2 separate regions of the Gossypium hirsutum genome follow, and region 2 is linked to region 1. A link is a contact called in public Hi-C data. All regions are on one chromosome and are shown on one strand. Each heading gives the region's core, a stretch centred on a gene start, on an enhancer-like site or on the middle of the called end of the contact. The rest is flanking DNA. Distances are from core to core; before and after follow the strand shown.

The links. Hi-C and Micro-C count contacts between places; a contact is called where the count stands out from the background.
Region 2: a Hi-C map of hypocotyl shows a contact between it and region 1, with 2.4 times the contacts expected there. The contact joins the promoter of LOC107949701 here to the promoter of LOC107949704 in region 1. A contact is called at or near these places in 8 of 34 Hi-C or Micro-C datasets (hypocotyl, leaf, petal and 1 more).

The regions. Positions count from the first base shown.
Region 1 is chrD03:41,538,709-41,546,566 of Gossypium_hirsutum_v2.1, forward strand. LOC107949704 reads right to left here and starts at 4,070. Exons shown (of 1, transcript XM_016884443.2): 1 at 2,884-4,070. The coding sequence starts at 3,945. The coding sequence ends at 3,088.
Region 2 is chrD03:41,763,599-41,771,456 of Gossypium_hirsutum_v2.1, forward strand. It overlaps LOC107949701 (calmodulin-binding protein 60 A), which reads right to left and starts at 3,163. Exons shown (of 7, transcript XM_016884434.1): 1 at 3,025-3,163; 2 at 2,296-2,374; 3 at 879-931; 4 at 296-783. The coding sequence starts at 3,080.

The DNA.
Region 1 (7,858 bases), core at 2,820-5,319:
TTGCAATTTGTTAAAATTCAAACCTTCATAAATTCAAACCGCAACTAATGTTTACTGATTAAATCGAAAAAATTAATTATTGAATGATCAAAATAGAATAAAACTAATAGTTTAGTGATATTTTTGTACTTTACCCTAAATTTTTTAACTTGTTTTCCTCATCGATTATAATGGATTATTAATTACTAGGTAAACTACATCCAAATTCACTGAATTATTTAAAAAGTTTATGTTTTAGTCAATTTTAAAAAGTTACAAAATGATAATTGAATTATTTAAAAATTTTAATTTAAGTTATTGAGCTATTAAAATCGCTATTGTATGACATTCTTTGTTTGCACTGCATGCACCAATTGAAAATTATCCTTCCCTTTCTTTTCTATAGTTCAAATTATTTTTTTTATGAAATAACTTTGAACGTTATGAATCTACAAACTAAAATTCAAATAAATTTTTTCTCTATTTTTCGACATTGACTGTTAGATCGACTTGGATTTAAAGTATTTTTTTCTACTCATTGGTGGGTATTGATTTACCTTATCAATTATCAAATCATAGCTTAAAGCCCACTAACCAAACCTTAAAAATACTTTAACAACCCAATAACTTAAATAAAAACTTTTAAATAATGCAATGAAATTTTTTATGTAAAATAGTCACACTCATGTTGCGAGTGAAAGTAAAATTCTTACGTACATATATACATACAGACAGACATACATACATGCATTCATACAAAAATTATTCGTTGAATAAACAATAGGTGAATCGATAAAGGTTTTTTTTGTACAATTTTTCATCAATCGAGTACAACAATTGGATTATTAGCTTTTTATGTAACACTAATGGTATAATTGATTAATTAATTAATTTTAAATCATATTTATCATAATCAAAATATTATCTATAACGTAAAATTAAAAGTTAAAGCACCATTATAAAAATTAAAATACAAATTTTCAAATAAAATATATTAACAATACAAATATTAGACTCTTAAAGAGTTCTAGTCATATAATTATGCAAATTTGATTCTTCGCCATCCCAAGTCGAGCTCCCAAGAAAGAGCAAGATCCAAAATTTTTTACATAAATTTGAACTAAATTTGGTTTTTACAAATTTAATTATTTAATGTTTATGGATTTGGGTTGGTGTAAATTATATATTATTATATTTTGAGTTTTGAGTGTTATATTTATTTGAGATTGGGCTTAGGGAGTTCATTTAGCTTAGGTATAATAGATTTGTATAATATTTTAAATATATATAAATTTAATAGTGTAATAAGTTTTAATCAATCTCTCTAATTGATTCAAAACCAAAATTGATTTAACTAAATTGGAGTGATTCGGACAATTAAGTCAGTTTTAATAGATTTTTGCTCACTCATAAAAGCATATATTAGAGTTCTAGGATTTATATTTTTCTAAAAACAATGTATTTTCAATATTAAAACTTAATAACAAAAACTAAAAATAATTTCTGAGTCGACGAAATACTTCCATTAAAAGGTACCCTTTATCAGATAATTGGGTTCATTTGCATATTGATGATGTTGTTAATTTATCTACAAGATATGCGTCCAATGGGGGAATGGATTATGAGATTTAACCACTTGAGAAAATGCTCTGTCTTTAATATCGAATTATAAGGTATTTTGGATGGTCTTACCTTATTAAAAGAAGCGGGGTTGGAGAGAATTTTGATCCATGTAGATAACCTTGAGGTGGTCCAAGCAATAAAAAGGAACTCTTCAGCTAGTTCAATCTCTATGCTTGTTAGGCGAATCCAAAAGTTGCTACAACATAAAGAGTTTTGGGTAGTTAAACACATTTCAAGGGAGGCTAATTGTGTTATTATTGACAGGATTGCCAAGATGATCTCTACCGATATCGTGGGAGTTAATGTGTTCACAACAACTCTTGTGGAATTATTAGAAGCCACTGATAGCGAGAAATCTAATAGTATTTTTGATATTGTAAACCTAGCTTAAATTATTTTGTTTTTTTTTTATTTTAAAAGAAAATCAATTGGAATGTGATAGTATAATAAATAATAAATGATTTTTTATTGGTTTGAAAGTTTATGTACAGATTAATTATTTGCACTTTAAATTACAGTGTACAATAGCTACAAATAAACAAAAAAGAATAGTACATGTAAAATTCATATGATCATAAGTGTTACTTATAATAAGTCCTTTCAGTTATGTAATATAAAATAATTGTTGTACTAATACATTTACATAAAAAGAATTCTTCAAAATAAAAATATTTATAATTTATTTGGTCAAAAACCATAATTATAACTCATATAATATCAAAATTATTTGAAATTATTTAGACTGTCTACTCAGAATTTGATGAAGAAAAATATAAACTTACAGCATGAATTCAATTACAAATCAATCCAAGAATAAACTTCTTTATCACCTTACTACATGTGATAACATGTTCAACCTGTTTAAATCTGCATGTTCTTTTTCTCCCCGACCTCTTCCATCTTCAGACATCATACTACGACATTAACCCCGATTTATATTCATAATTTGACTTCTTAATAAAAGTCATTATTTATACACACTATTTTAAATATGCTTCAGAAGAATGTAACCACCTTTTTCAATAATATTCCAACTTACCCTTCACCCTCTGTCAGATTAATCTTTTTTAGGCGAGAGATATCACGTTTAATATTTGATTCATTCATTCCCTTTAAAGTAACTAGAAAACTAAAACCCTAACTCAAAATGCATCGAATGTATTGAAAAGTGGGAAAAGGCCAACCCTAAGCTCCATCTGTCTATGCAAACTGCAAACATACAGTGAGTTAAGCACATGAGAACTGAAGAAGTGCCATAAAACCATCTACAATAATAATAAATACATCAAAATCTGACTACTTTGAGTTCCTTTTCAAATGCTTTTTGCATCTCAAAACCAAACACTCCAGATCCAGTCGGAAACAAAGAACGAAAGAAAATAAAAACAGGCAAGCTCCCATAAAATATTTACAATTTAAAAGGAAAGTTGATGCAAATAGAAAGCTCAGTGAAGCGATAGAAGGATTTATTTATTTTTTATAATTTCACCGGCCCAAGCAAAGAGCGGCGTTGATATCGAGCCTCCATGCAAATCCACCGCCGTCCATGCGCCAAACGTCGCAAGGCAGCGTCAAGGAACTCCGCTCCTTCCCGCACGTGTATTGCACCCTTACCTTGCATGTAAACGCCGGGTACGTTGTCGTCATCGGCATCCTTTCCTTCATCACCAACCACACCATCGTTTCCCCTCCAACCATTTCCTTATACGCCCCGTTTGTCCACGTTACCCTCCCCAACCCATCCGATATAAACCCCGGACACGTGTCCCTCCCGAGATTCACCTTCTTTTCCTCGTCTGTACTCCCTAGCCCATCCCCACTCACCCATGTCTCTGTCACGCATTCCACCGTCACGCACGACCCCACTCTCACCGTCTGCCCTCCCATAAACACCTCCTGATCTGCTGACCGTACACCACCACCACCACCACCACCGAGAAAATCCTCCTTTTTATTACCAGCTTCACCGAAGCTTAACCAAAACGGCATCATCTTTTGGACTACTCCATCCTTTTGCTGCTTCAGAATAGACTCTTCTTTGCAGTCAGGGGTTTCAGGGAGAAGTGGCAAAGTAACCCTCTTCTCTTCGTTCAAAACCCTTCTTTTCTTGTTGCACCTCTTTGTATTACTCACAGTGTTACTTTCTTTAGAGAGTCTTCTTTTTCCTCTCCCCGGCTTAGAACAAACCTTAATACTTCCCTGTGGCGAAACCGATCCACCCGTTGCCGGTTTCGGAGCGATCGGTCGGAACCGGAGCATTATCCGGTGCACTTTCGACATATCATAGACCCCATGGCCAGAAGATGCATATCTCGCTATGCAACACCCTCCTCTGCCTTCCATTTTTTTTCTCTCCAGAAATCTCTTCTTTTCTTTTCACTCTGCCTTCTTTAAAATAAATTTTTTTTTCTCTCTCTTTCCCGTGCGTGTCCAGAGACTCTACGATGCGGACGCACTCCATGTTTGGAATAGGAGTGTTGAGATTTATAAGGAGAATGAAAGGGACACGTGTGAGGTTCAACACGTGTGTGAACAGTGAGACGAACAACGCAGAAAAAGGATTGGTCGAGAAACGAAACGTGGCGAAATCCAGAAAAGTTAGGCGGGGATGAGAGTACGGAAAAATGGTCGCAAGTGGACCCCAGCGGAGAGCCAATGGGAAGGGGAGGAGTGTCCCTGGTACCGGCGCCAATAGGAGGCACGTCGATCTCGGTGTTCGCGTTGAACTGCTTGCTTGTCGATCGTGGGAGATAAAAACACAACACGTGGGCCAATGAGAATGGGATAGAGATCTAAACGGTAGGGCTTTTGGGTTTCCATAAATAGTAGGGAAGATGGGCGCCACGTGGATGGTCGGATTATGACGCAGATATCGGTTTTGATTGGGATACGTGACGTCAGAAAAAAATTCTGGTTGAATGCAGGACTTTTCTCTAATTTAAAATTTTCTCTTGTCTCCGTGATTGGAGAAGGGGAAATGACTTGATTTTTGAAAAATACGTAGTTATGTTACGATACTACCCTTCTTTTGTTAATTTGTTTTGGGGAATGACCTTCCTAGCTTTGGCATATTACAAAAATGATTTCTGCTTCTGTTTTCCAAGTTCAAAATTGGTTAGGATCAGTCTATGACTACGACTGCTGCCTTCTTCTTATTCACAACCTCTAAATCCTGAATGCCTACTCTTTATTGGCTCCATACACCTCCATGTGTCCAACCCTAGTTCGATAATTTCAATACTTTTGGATTCCACTTTTTTTATTCAATAATTTATATAAATCTTTTTTAGGCTTAATTTCTATTGTTAGACATTTATTTTTTTAATGTTTGTAAAATTTAAAAAATATAATTCTGTAAAAACATGAAAAATTTAATGCGGTTAAGAGATGATATCTAATGTACAATTGATATATAAGTCTTATGCACCATTGATAAATAATAACATAACATCTTTAAGGACAAAACTAAAATATTTTTTTTGGTAAGATCGAAATTAAGTTTTATATTTTTACGATAGTAAAAATGTAATTTCACTATTTTAATAATCTATATTTTTATAATTTCTAAAAAAAAATCATGACTACTGTCATAAATATTTTCGTCACTATTTTATTTGTAACAATTATCACAAAGTTGTCATAATTATTCAAAAAAATTTAATTAAACTTTTGAAATTAGCAATTGTGACAAAAATAAATGATCAAGAATATTCAATACACTAAAATTGTAAGCAATTGTAACAAAAAAAAAAATGATCATATAAATATTCAGTTTTTTAACCAAAATTTCAACACTGAAATTGCAAGCAATTGAAGAAAAAGAAATAGTCACAAATATTAAAAGAAATTTATCAATTTTTTGACACTAAAATTGTAATCAATTGTGACAAAAATCATTGAATCTACTGCGCCAACTTAGAAAATCATTAAAAATCAATTTTATATTTTTAAAATATTTTAATCCGCAGCACCCCAAGGATCTTAGAAATGAAACAATATAAAATTTATATTTCTTTAACAAAAATTTATTTATTTTAAATGAAATAAAAAGATTGTATATACATTATAGAAGCAAACATTTAAAAAACCAAATCATACCAGAAAAGGCTAGAACGCAAAACATATGGTTTAATTAGGCAAATATGCCATTTCCATAATGAAAGGGTTTTAGACCGTTTTTCTCGAAATTTAGAGAAATAGGCCATTTGTAGAAAGAGAAAACGAAAATGAGGCGTTTTCAGCTGAGGTGGCAACAGGGAGACTAAAAGCACGTCCTAACATTTCCTGATGGATGCATTTTTGTCCCAGCTAAGCGTGTCCCCCACGACACATTTCTTAAATCCATGACCTTAAAAAAAATCCTAAACCCTCACCCTACACCCGGGAATCTCGAGATGAAATTTGAGAAGCCCGGGATAAAATTCACACATCAGTTCCAATCTTTTCCGTGGTAGATAATAATGTTATATTTAAAAACTTTTCAGAAAAATGCATCTTGTTAGAAGCATTTTTTTACTTGTCATGATCAATCCTTTCTAACATTTTGAAATTATATTTCATATTCGCTGGTATAATTTCCTATAAATTGAAGACATTCTGTGTAAAGGTTTTCATATTTCGAGCATATTGTTTTCATAAGGAAGTTTGCATAAGGAGGCCATTGTTGATGCTAAAAATCTGAAATTTAAAAATCGACCCAACAAAGTAAATTAGTTCAAGTAAGTGTCTTTGTTTTAATTTGGATAATGAGTACTTATTTTTCTGTATGATGTTTTCATTTTAAACATGTGTAACAGGTTATTTGGGTGAAGATGAGTAGACAGATTAGAGTCGTTATTTATTACAACGATCAAATTTGTGACACCGATATTGAGGTCGTTTTTGTATCAACCCAATTTGTAGAATTGGATTTCAATCAGAGCATAAAATTGAATGTGCTTCGGTAAAGAATTAGAAGGACAGTGTCGACTTCAAGTCGGAGGAGAATTATAAGCTTAAAATATAGATATCTAATGTCACTGAACCCTATTAGATATGATATATTTGAGGTCAAAGGTGACATGGATGTCGAGGCGATGCTTGATAGGCATTGCTCTAGTGGAAATACTATACTAGAGTTATATGTCCACTTCGTCGATGTCGAGAAAAGTGGTATGAGTTCGACAACAGTTTTAGTAAATCAGGAACAAGAAGTAGAAAGTCCAGCCACACAATTGTGCGGTAGTTTCATAGCATTGTTACAAAACTCCTATCAGGAAATACCAGAATCATCAATAGGAAGGCATTCCTTAGTTTCAGCCTTTGATTTCAAATTTGGCATACAGATAGGGTTAGTTGGTAACTCGAACTTGGAGACCCCATCATGACAACCTATGAGTGCTTTCGATTTCAACTTCCCAACGTTGATTTTTTTGTTGGAAACACTTTTGCGAGTATGCCATCAAGTTACACTAGCGAGCAATCTGTAAATAGTTTTGGTTTTAACGTAGGGTTTACAAGAACGGATGGTGTACTCCTTACAACTTACATGTAACACCCTAAACCTGATCCGATGAACCGGATCTGAGTCTTAGGTGTTACAATACTAATACAAATATAACCCGACTCTACTTACATAAATTACAATTGAATTCAACTACTTAATTACAAGACTCCATAATACAATACATGAATATAAACATTGAAGAAGTTCGGTTACAATACATAGAGAATTTGATTACAAGTATTATAGAAATAATATCCTGGTCTAACGTAGTTATCTCGATTCAAGGGTTTCTATGTGCCAAACAGACTCGATCACGCCATCAAGCTTGTTCTCTATGCATAATAGTCCGATACACCACTCATTGGGTGTAGTCCTAGCATCGTTCCCTCAAGTGTAGCCTCACATTCAACCTGAAATAGAGAACACAAGCTATGTAAGTTCATGGGAACTCAGTGAGGAATAATCAATTTATACCTTAATCGTTGCTTTCCAAAAATGGGTGGATAGTTCATTACCATAAACTTCTTTTCTTAAATTTTCAGCTATTTGTCACCAGGAATAGTTCATCATTAACAAAAAATAGTCCTTCATTCTATTTACTATATCATGGTTAATTCCCCCTTAACATTGTTTCATCGGTGGCTTCATCTTTTCAAAAAATTCCTTTTATGCTTATCTTAATCATGATTCTTTTACCCAATTCCATTCGTAAAACGATGTTTGAAATCACTTTTCTTACATTATCTTTCTTCAACTACCCATTCTTTTTAA
Region 2 (7,858 bases), core at 1,913-4,412, 220 kb after region 1:
CATGTCAATGCATATACAAATTCAGAAGCCGAAACGAAAGAAAAAGACAGCAATGTAACTTTTATTTTTCTTGTTGTGATTGGAATCCTGAAGAGTATTTTGATATTTGCAATTTAATAATAGATTAAAAGTGGAGAAAGAAGGAAAACGATATTAGAATTTGTTCAACAGCTTGATATCATCAATAATAGACAACTACAGAACACTACTCAAAGTGACAAGCATCTGATTTCGTAGCCAGAAAATTTCTATTTCGTGTGCTATATAATATAGGTACTAATAAAAAAGTACTTACATTCACCACGATGATCCCTGACAATGAAGGATTCCGTCTTTGCTTCTCTTACTCTAGTTCCATCGGAGCCATCAACAACTCTGGCACCAAGTCTGAATCGACGGCTTCTTGTCCAGCTTGAATTATCCGAGAACGAAATTTCACCCACTAATCCAATTCCCCTGGTAAGAGTTAGAAATGCGTCTCCGGCAAGAAGAGGTTTCTTTCCTTCTCTCTCTCTTACAATGTTATTCTTAAACTCTTCAAGTGTCCAATTGTCCCCCTCATCACCATCAAAATCTCCCTCAAGAACCACAACCTCTACTTTGGCAGAAGACTCAGGGCCAGAGGAAACTATTTGTCCAGTAAGAGAATCGACTATGGCCACCTTAATGACAGAACATTCTTCTGCTTCAATTCGAGTTCCAGTGAACACGGGAAGAGAGAGATTATTTAAGAATTGGAGTTGTAAGATTCTTGATGTAGAATTTACATCCTTCCCTCCATTCCTTTAAAAAAAGAGCAGAATCGCGTGGTTAGTATACTATGAAGCTAACCCAACTTTCTGTAGAATTTTTTTCCCTTCTTTTAATTGAATTTGTACCTTTTCATATTGTTCAAATGCTTTCTAAAAGCCACTTCAACTTCCTCTTTGACCTAAGGAACATAACATAGTTAATGTACATATGATAAAGAACTACCAAAATATATGGGAGCTTGCCACCGATGGATAAGAATACAAGTTTTTGCTCGCTTTTCCCAGAATAACTTTGAAATTAGATGTCAGACACAATAGCATCGGCATTAGAAAAAGACAATGAAAAACACAACAATATTAGGCAGCATGTCCATCCAGTGAAGCAAAATAGCATTGATATAACATTCACAGAAAGGTTGAGTGAAGATGCCAAGAGAATGTGTTGAACTGAAAAGCATACAAGACATATCTGTATGACAGACATAGAATCGAGTATCAAGAGTTTCAATTATTTTAGAAAGGCCAACTGTCTGTTTTCTATGACAAATTCAGTTTACACCTTCAGTTTTGTTTTATCATGCTTCCTATCTGATCTCAAAGCTTAAGTGAAATAACTAGAGAAAAAGACAGCTAAGTCGAGGAAATATGTTCCCAAGACACATGAAGACAACCAATTTTGTTGCTAAACACAAAGGTGTATATGGTCCAACAAATCTTAATGGGGTTAATGGCTAAGCTATGATCATCAGACTGAAAACATACTTTCAATAATATAGTTAAACCTCCAAACTAAAACTAATTGACACGAAGTGGAGATGTAAGGATCAATGAGATTCTCCATTCTCAACTTCTCCTTATAAAGTGTCCATCTATTTCAATATGTTTGGCTCTATCACGTTGAACTGGATTGTGGGTGATACTAATAGCCAACTTGTTGTCACAATACAACCTCATTGACTCATTCCATTTAACCTTAAGATCATCCAAGATGATCTTTATCCACAAGAGTTCACAAATGCGTTGGGTCATAACCCTAAACTCTGCCCCTGCACTTGATCTTGCCACCACTGTCTGTTCTTTTATTCTTCCATGTCACTAAGTTCCCAAAAGGTAGAGTACAATACCTGGTAGGCGATATACTATCAGTGACATCCAACATTTATATATAGGCCCCTTTGGTGTGCTCCCTTAAGGACTGAAAACTTTGGCTTAATTCCCCATTGTTGGGTAATAAGTTTAGGCCTTCCAATTATAAGGAAAGCCTTAAGGAAAAAACTGCAACATGCAAATGTCAGCGCTGTATGTGTAACCGTATCCAAAATTTTTTACTCCCGTGTCCAAGCAGCGTGGACTATAATAACTGCTAAACTAAACCTCATTAAGCATAGGACACGGTAATTTATGATTTCAACTCTTGAGAAAGGCAAGCTCACTAATACTCTCTTTTACCATGTAAATAAAAATCTACACCTATTATATGCAGGAAAATGATAAATAATGTAGGAGCACTTTTGAAATAACATGATTAAAGAAAGAAACATACCACCCTACGAATTAATGGCTCCAAAACTGGCTCCAGCAAATGCTGGACTGATTGCAACTTCATCACCTCCTGAACCACACTACCATCGTTTACAAACAGATTAGCAACCAGAAGAAACACTATAAAAATAATGCATAATATTAGATGGATTATATTACCAATTCATCACAACACATGGATAGGTGTAAGTGAGGTTCAACCAAATGCCTAATTCAGTTATTTTAATTGGTTACAATATCAGCCAACAACTTTACTAAGAAATAAACTCAGTACAAATATTCACTCATTTAAACTTAAATATACCTAACAAGAAAACCCCAAATTATGCATCAATAAGGGAAAAAAGAAGAATGAAATTAAGGTAAGAAAGGAAAGGCGTGTACTTTCTCAATGTAGGAACCCTTCTCCGTTTATCCTGATCAGGAGTAAAGGCTTCTGAGGGTCGACCCTTAGTACTATCTTCTTGGGGTCTCTTATGAGACATTGTTAAAACTATTAACTCCAACAATGAAAACACCCCCAGAAGCTAAGCTGTTTGGATGGTGATGAGGTTCATTCACAAACACTAAAGAACCCAACATGCGGCACTTCAATTGAAAAGGAAACCAGCAGGAGGAGATACTATTTATTTATTCATTCATCAGTAAATGATAATCAAAGAGTAAATCCAAAAGTGGAAAAAAAGAAGAAGCAAGAGTTAAAACCCTTTTTCCCATCCCACTTTCCTACCCATTGTCTGAATTTGGCTGTGTCTGGGATGCTTCTTCACCCTGAATCTCTTTCATGATCCTGTATTGGCCCTTTCTCTCTCTCTCTCTCTCTCTCGTCTGAGTTTAACACTTTAACTGCTTGGGTAGGTGGTTGTGTTTCTGTGTTGTGTGTTTATATGTAACCAAAGGATATCCGTCTGAATGTGGGACCCCACTGACCCCGTTTTGGAACTAAACAAATCTATAAACATGATGTGCTGTCCTTTCTCTTTTTACTAGGGAATTATTGGAAGAAAGGAAATTTGATTTTCCTAAATTATCTATTAAATTTTAAATTAGCCTCGAGACTTAAAAAATTATTTTCTTTTTCTATTAGCTTGTTTAACATAATTGATTTTAATTTGTTTATTTATTCTTCCTATTTCATATATAGGTTAAATAGGCAATATATGTGGTTTTTTAATTGATTAAATAGGTCGTTTTTTTAAGATTTAGGAAAATAGGTCAATTTTGAAGACTGTTTGTGAAAGCGCGCCTAGCAAGACACGTTTACACACACTCTCCTCAGCCATCAATTTTTTTTATGATTTTTTAGGGTTAAGGTTGGTATTAAGGTTAGATTTTTTTGTTTAAGAATTAGGGTTTTTATTGGGTTTAAGGTTTTGAGAGTGAAACTGTGAAAGTTTATAGGTAGATTTGAAAGATTGGGGATACAAAAACGTATCTCAAAACACATACACTTCATATGTCATGTCAGGATAGGACCATTACCTAAGAAATTCATCTTATATAAGTCAGCTTTCAGGGTGACAATGCTTGATACAATCACGGGTTGAAGTCTAAGTGGAGGTCCTAGTCAACGGTCGTTATGCGGTCACAGGTTTGAGTATAACTGGGGGTCAGTTGGCGGTCGTTATGCAGTCACGAGTTCAAGCTTTTTGGATACCCGCAAATGATGCCTTATATATACCATACATAAGATTGATGCCATAATCATAGGAAAAAATGAAGGGCTTTTCGATGTAATCAATGTAATTTTTTTCTCTATTTCCAAGCAGTTGATATCTTTAACCTTTCATTCTTATCTGAGGGTTGGCATCGAGGTTGACACAAGAGGGCTCTCAAGCGAAAAACGAATGTTCAGGTGGAGTAAAAGTCAAACTTGAGTCGGTGCTACAACAGTTGTAGTTATTAATGATTTTTTACTAACTAAAAAGAGCATCACCTTTACTCCATCGAAATAGTCATTGCCCGCCGAAGAGTCCTCCTACGTCCACGACAATGCTGACCTTCTTCTAAGAAGGAAGGTTAAAGATATCGACTGCATGGAAATGGAGAAAAAAAATTGCGCCGATTATAGCGGGAAGCCCCACAGTTTTTCCTTATGGTTATGTCTTTAAAATTTTGTATGGTATTTATAAGGCAAAATCTTCGGGTGTCTAAAAAGTTTGAGCTCGTGCCCACATAACAACTGTTAAGTGGCTCCCCAGTTATACTCTGACCCGTGACCATATAAAGCATCGTCACCCCGGAACCTGACTTCCACAGGATAGGTTTCTGAGGTAATAGTCTCATCTTGGCAGGATATATGAAATGTGTGTCTCGGAACAATATCACATCACCGAAACTCAAGAATACCTCAAATAGGAATAAATATTATTGACGAAAATTTTGACCACTAAAGTAGGGAAGAAAACTGAGAGAGAGAAATATTTTAAAGTGGAAGGATGATGGTTGAGAAAGATGATGGTTAGGTATGATGGAGTATGAAAGGAGAGACCCTTTTTATAGGCGCGGGGGAGGGGTGAGATTGAAAAGGAAAAAACAACTTATGGTTGAAAACACGTCATAGAAGAGGCGTTTTCATCGAATATTTGAATGATGTGCCTCAAATCTTACCCAAGATTCCAAGGATCAAGGCACTTTGGCAGGCTTTGAATGGTGGCAGATAGAAAGCGAGTTCATCTAGCAAGCTTTTTGGCTGCCACTACGTTTTCAAGCACGCGTATGTTCAAATTGATTATGCTGAAACACATTTTCAAGCACAGAAGATCCTTTCATTATTATTATTCGATGAAAATGTGTTTTGAAGCGCGCCTTCCCTCTCTCTTTGTTCTTTTTTGTTATTAAACTACCGAAGTATTCAGTACTTAGACACAAGCAAATTAGTTCTTTTTTTTAAGAGTTGCATTGCGAGTGTCGTCTACATTTCTTTGGATAACCATCTGAAGATTTTTTGTTCTAAATATTTAATTTTTAAAAAAATGAAATGAGTTGACAAGTGAAATCTGTAATTTATTATAACAGTCAAATTTTCAATACAGACGTCGGGATTGTATTTGTAAGAGCCCAGTCCGTGGAATTGACTTTCAACTGTACCAATCAATTACGTGAGCTACAGACTAGAATCAAGAGGAAAACCGAGGGCTCAAGTTAGGGAAGAATTTCGAGCTTGAAATATAGATATCTGGCATTAGTGGACCCTTTTAAATATGAGCCATTTGATGTTAAAGGCGAGTTAGAGCCGGAGGCGATCATAAATTCGCATTACTCAAGTGGAAATGCTACAATAGAGTTATATGTTGAGTTTGCTGAGGTTGATGTAGCTGTTCAATTTTCGACCAATGTTATGGCTAATGCAAGCACAGAAGCAGAAATGGAAAGTCCTACAACACAGTTGTGCGGTGGGTTGACTGCTTTGTTACAAAACTCCCTTTGTAATGTCCCCGAATCATCAATAGGAAGACATTATTCGGTTTCAGGCACTAATTTCAACTTCGAAGGCCATTATCAGTCGAGGTATGAGCGTAACTTAAACCTCGACACCTGGGCACGACATTCAGTCAGTGCGTTCGATTTTAACTTTGGTGGTTTGATGCCCTAGGGCAAAAGTACTTATACTGGTATGCCATCAACCTACACTGGTTGGAAATCCGATGCAAATGTTGACTGTAACATGGGGTATAGAAGAATTGATGATTTACTCCCTACATTCGTGTCTCTGGACCATGTAACAAACTGAGACCATGCTAACCTGAAACCTTCTAATTGCAAAAAAGCACACGGCCATGTCACATGCCCATGTGTGACACACGGTCGTATGTTATCCCATATGCACAAAAATAAACTTTACAATCGAGTTACCTTAACCCAACTTTTATCTAGGCTATATACATGCAACAACCAATTCTTAAACTTATTACAAGTGCACCAAAATCACATTTAAAGACATAATCCAATCCCATTTCTAACCAATATACCTCAAGGCACCTCAATCACATTCAACTCAAAATGAATCATTTCAATTCATCTAAACATTTCTATCAAACAACAAGTTACAAAAAACATGCAGACATTTATGATAAGGTGTGAATCAGGTTAAATAACAAAGAATAGATTTAAACAATAATGAATCGATTTAAACATAACGACAATCGATTCAAAAGTAGTATTCTAACATTTACCACAAACATATCAGTAACAATTCAATCCTTACAGAAAGTCGAACTACTTGTCACATATTTTTGCCTTCCCCATTCTTTTTTATGCTCCCACATCAACTTTAGCTACGAACATTAGTACGACAATGCACAACATTATTTTTCCAACTAAACTTACAATCAATCGTAAACTCTTACATATTTTGACATTTATTCAATTTAGTCTCTAAAATCGAGACTAACATAATTTCAATTTAGAACCCAAAATTTTAAACCGATTCCACTTTAGTCCTTTGTATACCTCCTATTTCTCATTTTTACCACAAATTTTGAAATTTATACACTTTAGTCCCTGTTGTACAAAACTACAATTTAACTTCACAATTTAGTCATTTTCACAACTAAGCTTAAATTCTAAAAATCTAATACCTAAAATTTCAAAGATTCATCAATGGCATCATTCTAAAACTTTAACAGTTCTAAAAAATATCACATAGGTCAACTATATTGAGCTCTCGGGATTTTGAAAAACATAAAAATTACGAGGAAATGACTAAATTAAACAAACCACTTGAAGCTTTAAATTTTAAGACCCTAAGTTCGATTCTTTCTCCTCCTCCTCAACTTGTTAACTTCGATTTGCATGAATGAAGAGATGAATGGTCTCTTTCCATCCACCTTTGGTTTTATTTTTATTTGTCTTTCATTTTGTAACTAATTATTAAATTACCAAATTAACATTATTAATGTTTAACATCATTTGCCACCGTCTACTAAAATTCATATAGTGAAAACATTGCCACTTTAAGCCCTAATTTAAGTTCCAATTAAAATTTCTCTAGTGATTAAACTTTTACCATTTTTACAATTTAGTCCCTATACCTTAATTAATCACTAATTCGATAAAACTACCTATCCAAAATTCAATTCGCCTACTATATAACTTCTTAAATATTGAATAAAAATTATCTATCCAAAATTCAATTCGCCTACTATATTAACCACTAACTTTCGGGTCGTTACGTGTTTCATATCAAATATTATATATAAAAAATTTCGTACCATATAGATTAGAATTTAAAAAAGACAATTGTGAGTTGAAACACAAATATAAAAAAATTGATAATATTTTATTGAAATTATATTTACATCACAAAAAATAAATGAAAAATATATCACGGCTTCGTCGGGCTGAATGTGTGCCACATGGCAGTGGCTGACAGTTGCGAGTAAGATTTCTACATACAACTTGGGGTGTCGATTCCTCCTATTCATCTTGATCTCAACCCTCATCTTCATCTTTATCTCCACCCTCGTTTTCATCTCCATCTCTTTCTTTTGTGGTTGAGTGCGATGTCATCCTAGCCTCTCATCATGTGTCCTCCATTCTATGAGAAGGTGGTTGCAACGATG